Linked DNA regions of Gossypium hirsutum: region 2 is linked to region 1. A link is a contact called in public Hi-C data. All regions are on one chromosome and are shown on one strand. Each heading gives the region's core, a stretch centred on a gene start, on an enhancer-like site or on the middle of the called end of the contact. The rest is flanking DNA. Distances are from core to core; before and after follow the strand shown. Region 1 holds the start of LOC107927611. Region 2 holds the start of LOC107927604 (peptidyl-prolyl cis-trans isomerase FKBP62).

What was found. A called contact is a pair of places that touch in the nucleus more often than the background predicts.
Region 2: a contact with region 1 is called in a Hi-C map of hypocotyl, with 1.8 times the contacts expected there. The contact joins the promoter of LOC107927604 here to the promoter of LOC107927611 in region 1. A contact is called at or near these places in 2 of 34 Hi-C or Micro-C datasets (hypocotyl and leaf).

What each region holds. Positions count from the first base shown.
Region 1 is chrA10:73,435,917-73,441,731 of Gossypium_hirsutum_v2.1, reverse strand. LOC107927611 reads right to left here and starts at 3,523. Exons shown (of 5, transcript XM_016858725.2): 1 at 3,258-3,523; 2 at 2,850-3,053; 3 at 2,463-2,597; 4 at 334-2,031; 5 at 1-27. The coding sequence starts at 3,285.
Region 2 is chrA10:73,621,287-73,627,101 of Gossypium_hirsutum_v2.1, reverse strand. LOC107927604 (peptidyl-prolyl cis-trans isomerase FKBP62) reads right to left here and starts at 2,412. Exons shown (of 13, transcript XM_041079333.1): 1 at 1,961-2,412; 2 at 1,749-1,835; 3 at 509-769; 4 at 334-408; 5 at 168-248; 6 at 1-94. The coding sequence starts at 2,153.

The sequences.
Region 1 (5,815 bases), core at 2,274-4,773:
AAAAGGCATCCGATTGGGTTGAAAGAACTGTTCAATGCACAAAAACAATAAATGGAATTACTTCTTTAAACACAATGCAGCCACTGTTCAATGAAGTCAGAATTACATCCATGATGATCTACAGAAGCTCATCAATCAAAGTTCAAAATCAGAGAAAATGCAGTAATTCATTAATTAGCCGAAATTTGTACCAACCTAAAGTAGGCTACTTCAGATAAAACCGGTTCTAAACTTCATATAACTTCGTTAGCAGTTAGCCAAGTCGGACTATAAATTCCTTATTTACATCAAAAAAGTTCTCACCACATCGTAAATGAATAGATACTAATGTACCTGAAATAGATCCCCAGTGAGCTTCCAAACTATCAGTATGACTACTGGATCCAATTGAAACATCACCTATAGTTGTATCAGGTTGAGGTTTAATAGGACCAATATCGGCCTCTCCTTGCAAAATTACCGTACTAGTCCCGAATGCATCTAGTCCAGACTCTCTGGTATGGTTATCATCAACAGCACCAGAATTTTGACTGGTAGGGTTGGAATATGAAAGAGAATGCATCAACTCTTTCTTCGATTGGTCTATTGAAGTTCTCTCAGACCCATTTCCTCCTCCATTGTTGTCTACTGCAAAAGACATAAGATCTTCACTAGCACCCTCTCGTATCTTATAATCCATACTTAGTTCGAGTTCTTCATCTTCCCTGTCTGAAACCATATCCAAGTGTGGGCCTTTAGTCTCGTTCACTTCCTCTATGACATCTGGGGATTGATTACCAGTGCTAATGGATTCAGATGTAGAGTTGGCCTTTATCAAATCCTCTATTCCGTCACCACTTTCAACTACATTGATATCATGTTTTTCGGTTTTCTTTTCACCAATATCATCAGAATTGTCAACTTCAAGCAAATTGGATGCTGGATTAGTATGAGATGGAGAAGAATTATTCATAGATTCGAATGATGAGGTTTTCACATAAGTTTGATCATCAATTCTTCCAAGATTATCATCGGGAATACAGATAACATCCTCGCCAACTACATTATTTAACTTTCCAGCCTCAATATCAGCATCCACAACCAATGGTTTCCCCTCAGGTAAATCATTTATCATGCTTCCTGAGAAACCTGTCGGATCTAAATCATCAGCAACATACACAGGCTGTTGTTCTTGGAGAGAGCCAACTTCCTGGTCCTTCTCATTCTCAGTTGTATAGGCATCAACAGGAGACAGTTCATCAGACCATTTATGGTCTTGAAGCAAACCAGCTTTCCCCTCAAAAAGCACTTCTTTAACAGTAGCCTCATGGTTTCCGCCAAGTTCATAGCTGTCTTTGGCAACACGCATATACGAAGCATCTATCTCAATGTCTTCATACAGCTGATTTGTCAGAGCATTATCAGGTTTGTCCTGTAAAACAGAGTCGTGGACTTCTACTGATGGTTCAACAATATTTTCAGCCGATTCAGTCACTGAAGTTATACCCTCACTGTTCGATGTCACAATATCTATTACATTTCTTTCTATACCCGTTCCTGGGTTTCCATTACCACCAGTCTCTTCTTGCTCACCAGTTTCGTTCATGGATGTCTTGGAAGCCAACCTATCACTGGAATCTTCATTCAACTGAAAAATATCTAAAGTTAAACCTAATGTCTTTTCCGAAGTAGGCACTGTTCTTGATACTTCACCAGCAGCTTGTTCACTTGGAAGAATCAAGCCATCCAAGAGGTTTTCATTTAACTCGCCTTCTTCATTTCCATTTGTATTAGTTGGCTGCTCAACAGAGCATTCTGCAGCACTAGCACCAGGATCAACTTCCCTGCTCTCTTCGGGGACACCTTTTAGTGTTTCCGCTTCGATTGGAACAACACCACTAGCAGAAGCAGTTCTATCCTCGGAATCCTTACTATAGCTCAAGCCAACACCTTGGTGCTCTAGTGTGCCATTTGACACAAAAAGCATGCTTTTCGTAAAAGGATTTTCGTTTTGGCTACTTTCAGCTGAATTCTGTGGTGGTTGCACAATTTCTGCATATATAAATGAAACAAAGATATTAAAATAATAAAAAAGAATCTAAACATCGGCAATCAAACCAAATTATAAGGGCTCTGTCATGCAAAATTTCACTGGATTGAGAACACCTAATTCTCAACTTCCATGTGTGTGTATATATACACGAAATCCGCCCCAAACATGATTTTATTTAAGACTCTAGCCCCAACCCCGAATACCAACCAATAGATCTCATATACAAACCATTACTTAAATGCAGGGATAAGCCTGTTTTCTAGAAACTAAAGGAATCAAGATAGATCAGATTCAGATGTGTCATTAATATACAAGCAACTTCTTATAGACATGAGCTAAATTTCTCAGACAAGCCATTAATAAATGCATCTAACACAAACAGACATGTCTGGATTCAAAATAACCCGTGAAGTCTCATAAATAAACTTACCAGAATCTTCTAAATGTTTTAAAGAAATAGTAGCAGGAAGATCCTTTTCGGCAACCGTGTCTGGTTTGCCAACATTATCCAAACTGTCCTGCCTTCCAACACCAAATCTACCATCTTGAAACTCCATTGCAGCATCTGAAAATTCACCAAACTAAAATTCACCAAACTACCTATCTACATAAATTTTGGAACTTTAGTATCTAAAATTCACCAAAATTAACACGGTAAATACAATTAGTTCAACAAACACTCTTTTAAAATTCAACAAATTACCCCAACATGGACTGTTATATAGATCAAAACACCCCCACGCATAGAAAGAGACTATAATTATGAAAACAGTGGAATTTCAACACAAATTCCGAGAATAAAGTAGGATTAAGTTACTTGGGTTTTTGTGATCATCATATGGAACTGGTTCGTCATCAGAACCATTTGTACGTGTTATTTGTTCTGCCGAGGGAACCAGCTTGAAACCTTCAATGGTACCACAAATCTTCTTGTGGGCACGCCTGTGTTTTGCACTAGGATGTGGGTTTGGAAATGGCCACCCACATTTGTGACACAAATGAACTCCATGGCTCTCATGCCCTGCAAAATCAAAGAAACCCCATTAACAAATTTCAAAATTACAAAACTTTTTTCCCCATAATGTGAAAAAAAAAATTAACTTAACCAGAACGAAATGAACAGAAAAATGGTTACTTTATAAACAAGGGGAAAAAAACAATGGAAAAATCAAACAACTTCGACCACCACCAAAATAAATGATTATAAAGCCATGAAAAAAAAAACCTGAGGAATGATGTCTCCCATGATCCATGGATTAAGAAAAAGAAGCAAAATTTAGACTTGTTACACGAAGAAGAAGATGAAGAGAATTAAACTAAAACAATGGGGTTTGGGCTTTTTCCAATAAAGAAGGTTGAAAACACCAAAGGGAAGATTGACTTAATTGAAGTGAGTATATGGTAAGAAATATAAAGGCGAAAAGGGGCTAAAGGGAAATCAGGAAAAGAAAAGGTTATTCTTCTTTTATAAATGCATGTGTTAGTTTGCATGGTGGGTCTTAAAATCAAGTCTTAACAGACAGTGAGTGTATGTATATGTGTATATGTGTATATGTGTATATGTGTAAGTGTATGAAACAATGATGGAGTCTTAAACTCTCTGTATGATGATGATAAAGGCTTTATCCTGTATCCCATGTGCCGCTGCTTATCAACGTCCACTTTCTTTCTGACTTGCTTCAATCCCACTATTCGTCCTTGTGTCCTCTTTATTAAATTATTTTATTATGTTAACAATTTATTGGCTTTTATTTACTATTTAACCTTCAAATTATCTCATTTTTTAATTCAACATAAATTTTAAAATTATACATAAATTTTAGTTAATATATGATATTGTACATAAATGTTTAATAATTTTGTGTAATTTTATACAAGATATTTTGATTTGATTTAATTTTCACAAACTACTAACATCACCTTTTGTATAACACCATTTTATATTTATATATTACATATATAAATAATTATACTTATCAAATATAAAAATAAATTGATAAAATCATTTCTTTAAATGTATAGAATTGAATAAAAATCAAATTTTTATGAACGTATTTAAACCAAAATTAAAATTTTATATATCTAAATTGCACATTGAATCAAAATTCATTTATAATTTTTATTTATCCTTTTAATTTTTTTTATCTATTTTAATACTTAGACTATCAAAGTAGGTGATATCATCTACCACCACATGTCACATTCTTATTAATTAGCATTGAGCTTTTCAATGATAAAATGAGACAAAATAATAATTTAAGTATTCAAGTACACAAAAAAAATTGAATACTAAAATGAGAAAATTAATTAATTTAGGAGTTAAATCACGAATTAAATTTAATTTATTTATATAAAATTAAATTTTATCATAACTTAAAAATATATATTTTAAAAGAAAAAATTAGAAAAAAATTGTAAAGTGAGCTTTTTTTAAAAAGAAATAATTTTAATTTATTTTATTATTATAATTTGAGTTTCATGTTTTTATACAAATGAATTGGTGTGAAGTCAGTTTTAGTTGATAACAAACTCTATTTGAGATTTGATAATAGCATAACATGTTGGGTTTTTATTGGTATAATTTATAATAAATTTGTTGAATATTGGATAAAAAAGAACAAATAAGTAGTGATGGGAGTTAAATTCAAGAAATGAAGGGGCCTAATGGACTGCTGCTAACTACTCCATTTATAAGAATTATAAGAGGTTGCTTATAAAGGATAATGCCTAATCATTTCTGTAATAATTCAAAGTATTTAGTTGAAGAAATGTTTCTCCCTTTAAAGAAAGCATTGATGCTAACCTTGATTTGGTGATAAATATTAATTGTTACACAGAACATTAATTGAAGACAATTAGGCTGTATTGCTCATTGTATAACCTTATTAACAATCTATAATTTTTTTTACCTACTACTCTATCAAATGCTTTAATAAACATTATTATGATTACTATAATTTAAATAGGTATTATATTAAATAATTAATTATTATCGGTAATAAGATGTGATGAGATGGTTATTCTTCTCATCCCTTAGTTATGTGGTTGATGATTCAATCCTTGTTCATGAAAATGGTGCACATTAAATTGCATAAAAAATCTTCATAAAGTCAGTTCACGTCTTCTTAGATTGCATATATCAATATATAAGATAAATAGATCACATTAGAATCCTTGAAAAATAATCTTATTTTATCGAATCTCTTCTCTTATTATAATCACAAAATTAAATAATATAAAATATTCTCAAGCAAATAATCAAAATACTTTACTTAAACATAATAAATAAGACAAATTCTAAATTCTAAACAATACCAACTGCTCTCAAAACTTTCCTAAATAAAAATTAGGGTTAGAAACCTTGTTCAACTAATCTCTTCTCCCAAAATTATAATATACAAAAAAAAAAGGTTTAATTAAAGTGATAAAGTTGGATCGACTAATAGTTATTGAGAAGCTAAAAGTTTGGGAACTTCAGTTTGTAAATTTTAAAATAAATAAACATATATTAGTTGTAGTTAACTTTTGTATCGTTTACTTTCCCTTTAAATTATAATCTATTTAAGTTTCATAGTTCAATATTTACTCTTCATTCATCTTAACAATATTTGTCTACATGACAGCTTTTTTTTTCAATTATACACTAAATAAAGTTTTATAAAATAAATAGTAATTTTATTTATACATGTGAAAATCACATATTTAAAAAACAAAGGCGTGTTTGAAAATAACATGCAATAAATAATTAAATATATGACTTGAAACTAATTAATAATAACAAAT
Region 2 (5,815 bases), core at 1,163-3,662, 190 kb before region 1:
CAAGAAACCAGCTCAAGAGTAACATGAAGGGTAGCATTTGGAGGAACAGCACCTTCACTGCCCAATGCTGGCCTACCATCCTCACCAAATGCATCTATAAGCAAACAGAAGTCAATTAGGTTTCATAGTCTGCCATAACCAATGAAGCATAAAGGAATCTAACTTACACTGTGGCTTCACTATCAAAAGAACTTTCTCCCCTTTCTTCATTGTTTTGACTGCCTTCGCCAATGCAGGGCAGAAATAGCCTGCATGGTACAATCTCATTGTCATATTTAAGCTAGCAGAGATCATTCTAGACAAGTGAGTATAATAGAGGGGAATAATGCTAACCATCTCCAACAGTGAACTCCAGTCCACCAGATTGTGAAATCAGTGTGCCATCTTCTAAACAAGCTTCATACTTAACTGTCACAAAAACAGAAATTCACAGTACACATTAAGCACACAGTCACATAAGATCTCTGAATAATTAAAGCAGCAAAAGAGGAAATTAATTTATATTTACCAAATACTTCATCCAAGTCTTTAGGATTCTCCCATTTCTCCCCTTCAACAAGTATTTTCTTGAAGATTCCTCCATCTTTGCATATGTCCTTGAAGCTAGTCCAAGAAAGCAACTCCACATCAAATTGAAGTGTTGCATTAGGAGGAATAGTTGGAGGTGATCCAGATTCACCATATGCCAACTCAGGAGGTATGGTGAAAATGGCATTTTCACCCTTCTTCATTGTTTTGATACCCTCATCCCAGCCCTTGATTACTTGTCCTGAAGTTTAAGGAGAGAAACAAGTGAGCAAATCCCAGTTCATGCTGTTACAGACAGATACTCCAGAAACAATAATAGTTGACAAAAATGTCTGTTGAAATTTGGAAAAATTCACTTATTATTTCATTGAATTAGGTAGCTATACCACCCTTTACTCTCTCTTTTTTCAGATGAAAAATCTCCCTGTTTTCTCAATGCTTCCAGAACACACATTCAGTATCATACCATTTCACTTATTATTTCATCAAATTTGGTAGCTATAACCTTCCTTTTCTCTTCTCTTTGAGGACAACTAACCTTCCTGTTCACTCAGTGCCTCCATGAAACACATCCAAATATCACACTGGTCAGTAACCCTTTTCTCTTTTCTCTTTGGACAGGTAACCTTCCTGTTCTCTCAATGCTTCCATGAAACACATACAAATATCACACCAGACAGTGCTTTATTTTCAAGGTTATGATTTGAAGTCAGACCTTAGGTATCATACACCAAGAAGGATCTTAACAGGTCACACCTATGACCTAACTACAGATTTTTATTAGAAAGCATAGTTAATGCCAGCATTTTTCCTAGAAAAGAAGCACTTAAGTAATCCACGTATCACCAATGAGACCTTGGCCGTGTTAACAAGGTAGAGGCTGGAATCTTGAGTGCCAAGGTTCGAATCTTACCCCATATATAAAGCATTTCTGGGCTCTATCTAGACTTATTCATAATTAAATCTGCCGCATTTGTAATGATTAATTCTGCTTGAAGTGATTAAAATATATTCTCTTAGTAATTTTCAAGCACTTCTATACCTTCTCAAAGAAATAAAAAAGTGATTCACATGTCATTCAACTCAATGTTTCATGATTACCATGAAATTCAACGGTCTTATTAAATTCATTACATTGTTATTATTATAAAAACACCAGATTTAACAGAGAAACTAACTAAATTCATCAAAAAAATGAAGCTGAACATACAATTATTTACCTAGGCCAAGCTTGAACTTAAAAGGAGTCCCTCTATCGCGGCTGGAATCAAACTTGGTTCCATCAAGCAAAGTTCCAGTATAATGCACTTCAAAAGAAGGAAAACAATAATCAAAATCAACAAACCCAACAACTAAAAAATCTCAAAGAAAGTCAAACAAAAGAATAACCAAATCAAGGAATGAAGAAGAAGAAAAAGAAGAAGATCATTACCTTCAACTTCATCACCATTGGAGGGAGTCTCCCATCCTTCACCTTGCTTAACCAGTTTTTTCTTCAACCCGTTTTTCCCAATCTCTTTCTCCTCGCCGGCTTCGAGAAGTGAGTTGACTGGGTCATCTCCTAAGATGCCCATCTCGTCTTCCTCCACGTTGTTGGCTGTTGGGAAATCGAAGTCGTCTTCCATGGGGGCTTTTTGCAAGACTACTGGCTAGCTGAGATGAAAATGAGAGATTTTTTATGAATTAAGAGAAGGCAAATTGTCAAATTCTTGAAGGATTTCGTTGGTTTTGCTAATTTGATTGATGCAAAATAAGTCTTGAGACAAAGGAAATTTTAAAATAGCGAGACAGAGTCTAGAGAGTTCTAACAGTCTGATATAGTATACGCGAACACTTATTCAGCTTATTTTATTTTCTTTAAATATGCTTCAATAGATCCCGCAAACAATGTTACTGAACCACATTCGACTGCCTACTCATACAGCTTGGATTGAAAATCGGGTAGTAGTTTCAAACCTGTTAAAAAATTAGTTGAATTGGTGCATTCATTTTTAATAACTTTTTAATTTTTTTATTAAATTATTTAAATTTATTTGATCTATTGCATGAACGAATTAATGAGTTGACCAATTCGATTATTTTCCAGCTTTAAAAATTTTGCCCACAAAGATTTTAGCGTGCATTCTTTACAAAGAGCTTCCCATAAGCTCCCGTTCACATTTAATAGAAAAAGAAAATTTTAAAATGGTAAGTTATGAACATTTCTAATAATTTATTAAAATAATTAAGAATTTAATCAAATATTTAAATTTTTTAGGTTATACAAAAATATGTGAGGATTTACCAAAATTTTATGTGTTTACCAAAATTTATAAAAATTTAACATTTTATGGATACTAATATTTCTAAGGATTTACCGGTATTTCTAGGGATTTACCTAAATTTATAAAGTCTTACCAAAAAATTATAAGAATTTACCAATACTTTTAAAGATTTACCAATATTTTTAAAGATTTTCTTGGTGCTTCAAACTCGATTAACTCAACATTTTGGCATACCAAAATTTCTATGGATTTACCAAAATTTATAAGGTTATACCAAAATTTCTAAGGATTTACTAGACAATACCTAAACACACTCCATAAAGTAATCTCAAACGAGACCACTAGTATACCCTTCTAATTCATCAATTTGTACTATTGAGTGTCATTCTGAATGTCTGTCAGTCACAGTCGGAACATGCTAGTGGCAGAAGGTCATTTCCACTCGATTGGGAAATCAAGCTTTCTACCAAATTTCAATTCTACGAGTATATATTTATGATAGTCAATACTAATCATAATCTTTTTACTAAAAAAATATGTCCTTTGCCTTCGGGTGGGTTTCTCATGGATAGAATTTGAGCAACTCGAGAAGCTTATTTTTATCTATCTCTCTTAGGTAATATATATAGAGAAAAACAAGAGTGGAAGGATGAAAACCTCTTTTACGAAGAAAAATTAAATATCTAAATATCAGCCACCAAGAGATATGCATCAATTGCCTAGGTGCTACATTAAAGTCATAAAGTATGTCCTGCATGAATTCAGGGAGAAGGAGTCAGAACCCTACTTCAAACAAAAATAATGAGAGACAGAAGTTGAATCTCCGTTGGTATAATTAGAACCAAATACCTTACTTAAGTGATGAGATCCCTCTAGGATGCTAAAGTCAAAATGATAATGGTTATCAAGTAGCCTCCGACACTTCAACATCTTTTGCTTTTCAAACTTTGTTATGCTACATAGATAGTTAAGGCTCGCCACTGGTTCATCTTCTACCCTTTTAAGTTGCTTGATAATAATCATCTGCTCCCTCATTGTCTCCCTAGGTGGCACATCTCTAGATCGACCATCACTTCTGAGTTAAGTTCTATTTGATCTTCCATCGCCTTTAGCCATGTCTTCCTAAAGGACACTAAAAATTGCTAAAATGATGGCGAAAACAACATACCGCGACATAAATCGAAGTAGAGATGCCTTCCCAAAATGAAAATCACCACAAAAATCAAGCACGAAATTTAGAAAGAGAAAGGGGCACAGTTGCAAAACAAAAGCATAAATAATATTTCAAAATTGCAAAAACAAAATGGTCTTAAAGGAAGAAAGCTGAAGATTATATAGAGTTATTCATCAAAACACATTGTTTTATTACCAGATCGAAGCCTAATGCAACTCAGACATGCTTGAATCATTATCACATTTCCCTAGAAATAGCCCTAAAGCGTATTTATGGTAGAATTCTAGGAGCTTCATCATGACCCTTCATTTTCTGTTGAAAGTTGTGTCAACTCTATCCACCATTCTCTTTCGATACGTGGCAACATGAAAAGCCAATTGAAGGATATACTTCACCCACTGTAGATTAAGAAGTCACCAAAAGCCTCACTTCCTGGCTCAATCATCCAATCAGGAGAAAGGCGACTATTCAAGGAAGCCAATCACCTGCCCTCTAGAATGTACCTACCATTTGTTCCTCCAAGCACCTAACCTTCTGTTCAGAACGTGATCCTTTTGGTCACCAAACCCTATGTGGATTCAACTACTTCATACCTCGAATCAGAAGGAATAAAAAAATGTGTATTATTACATACATCCTCGTCTCTTCAAGGACATTTGTCCCCTGATAGCTCGTCCCTGTGTGCATCTACTGAGGCTAATTGAGAATCAACACTACAACAATCAATAATATAATGTTATATGCAAGTGTAGTAGGCCAACTGTAATATTTATAGAGTTCAATGGAACACTCAAGTATTCTAATGATCGAACCCATACGAGTCAATCATTAAGCAAATTCCTAGAATAAGGACATGTGAATCAAGGAATCTAATTAACTACTCACTAAATACTATAGTACGACAAACCATTCAAGAGTTTGATTATAGCAATTAATTACCTAAAATTAGCAAAAGACTAAATTGTAAAGAACATAAACTACACAACTATCAAATACAAGCAAATACAATAACAAAGAGCGGTTAGTTGATTTCCATGTGGTTGGTTGAATTTTGAATTAGGGATCTAAATTTCTATTACTCCTAAATTGGCTCCATTTTACCTATCAACCTCAACTTTACCAATTTCGACAAATTAGTCCAGTTTATCTCTTGACCTCACCAAAAAACCCAGGACTTATCAAATTGATGCCCAATAGGATCTTCTCTTAGTCTCAGTTATCTTCATTTTCCCTTAGGGGCATCAATCCTAAGTTTATAAGCCTATTCGATTTAGTCTAGTTTTGCAATTTAATCCCAAAACCCAAAAATTAATTACCTAACATTTCTATTAACCAACCTCTAAATATTTAGCCACTCGTGCTTGTATTAAAAGTCATTAACTGCAAAAAAAACTAAATAAAAAAACATTAACTTAAACCCTAAGCAAATCAATAAAAACCCAAGCTTTCTTACAAAAGTTTGGATTGAACAATAATGATAGTAAGAAAAGTCAACAAGAGTACTAAAGAAATGGTTTTTAACAGAGGAAATGTAACAAAGTTAAATGGCATTCAATTAATGGATTAGATTATAACTATAAGAGCATTTGAAGGACTAAATAAGCAAATAAATCCTAGCTACAGTAGTAACTAACTTAACTAACTACAAGATACTAAGACACTAGAAAAAGAGCAAGAAATTAAACCCTAAACTATGAAAAAGAGAACTAAACCCTAAAAGATAAAGAGAACAATCCTAAAAACTAAAAAATGTGTAGTGTGTCCTTTATCTCAACCAATTTGGCCTATTTTAATAGAGTTCATGTACAAAAATATTAACCAAATTGCCCCTAATCGTCTAATTTTGTTG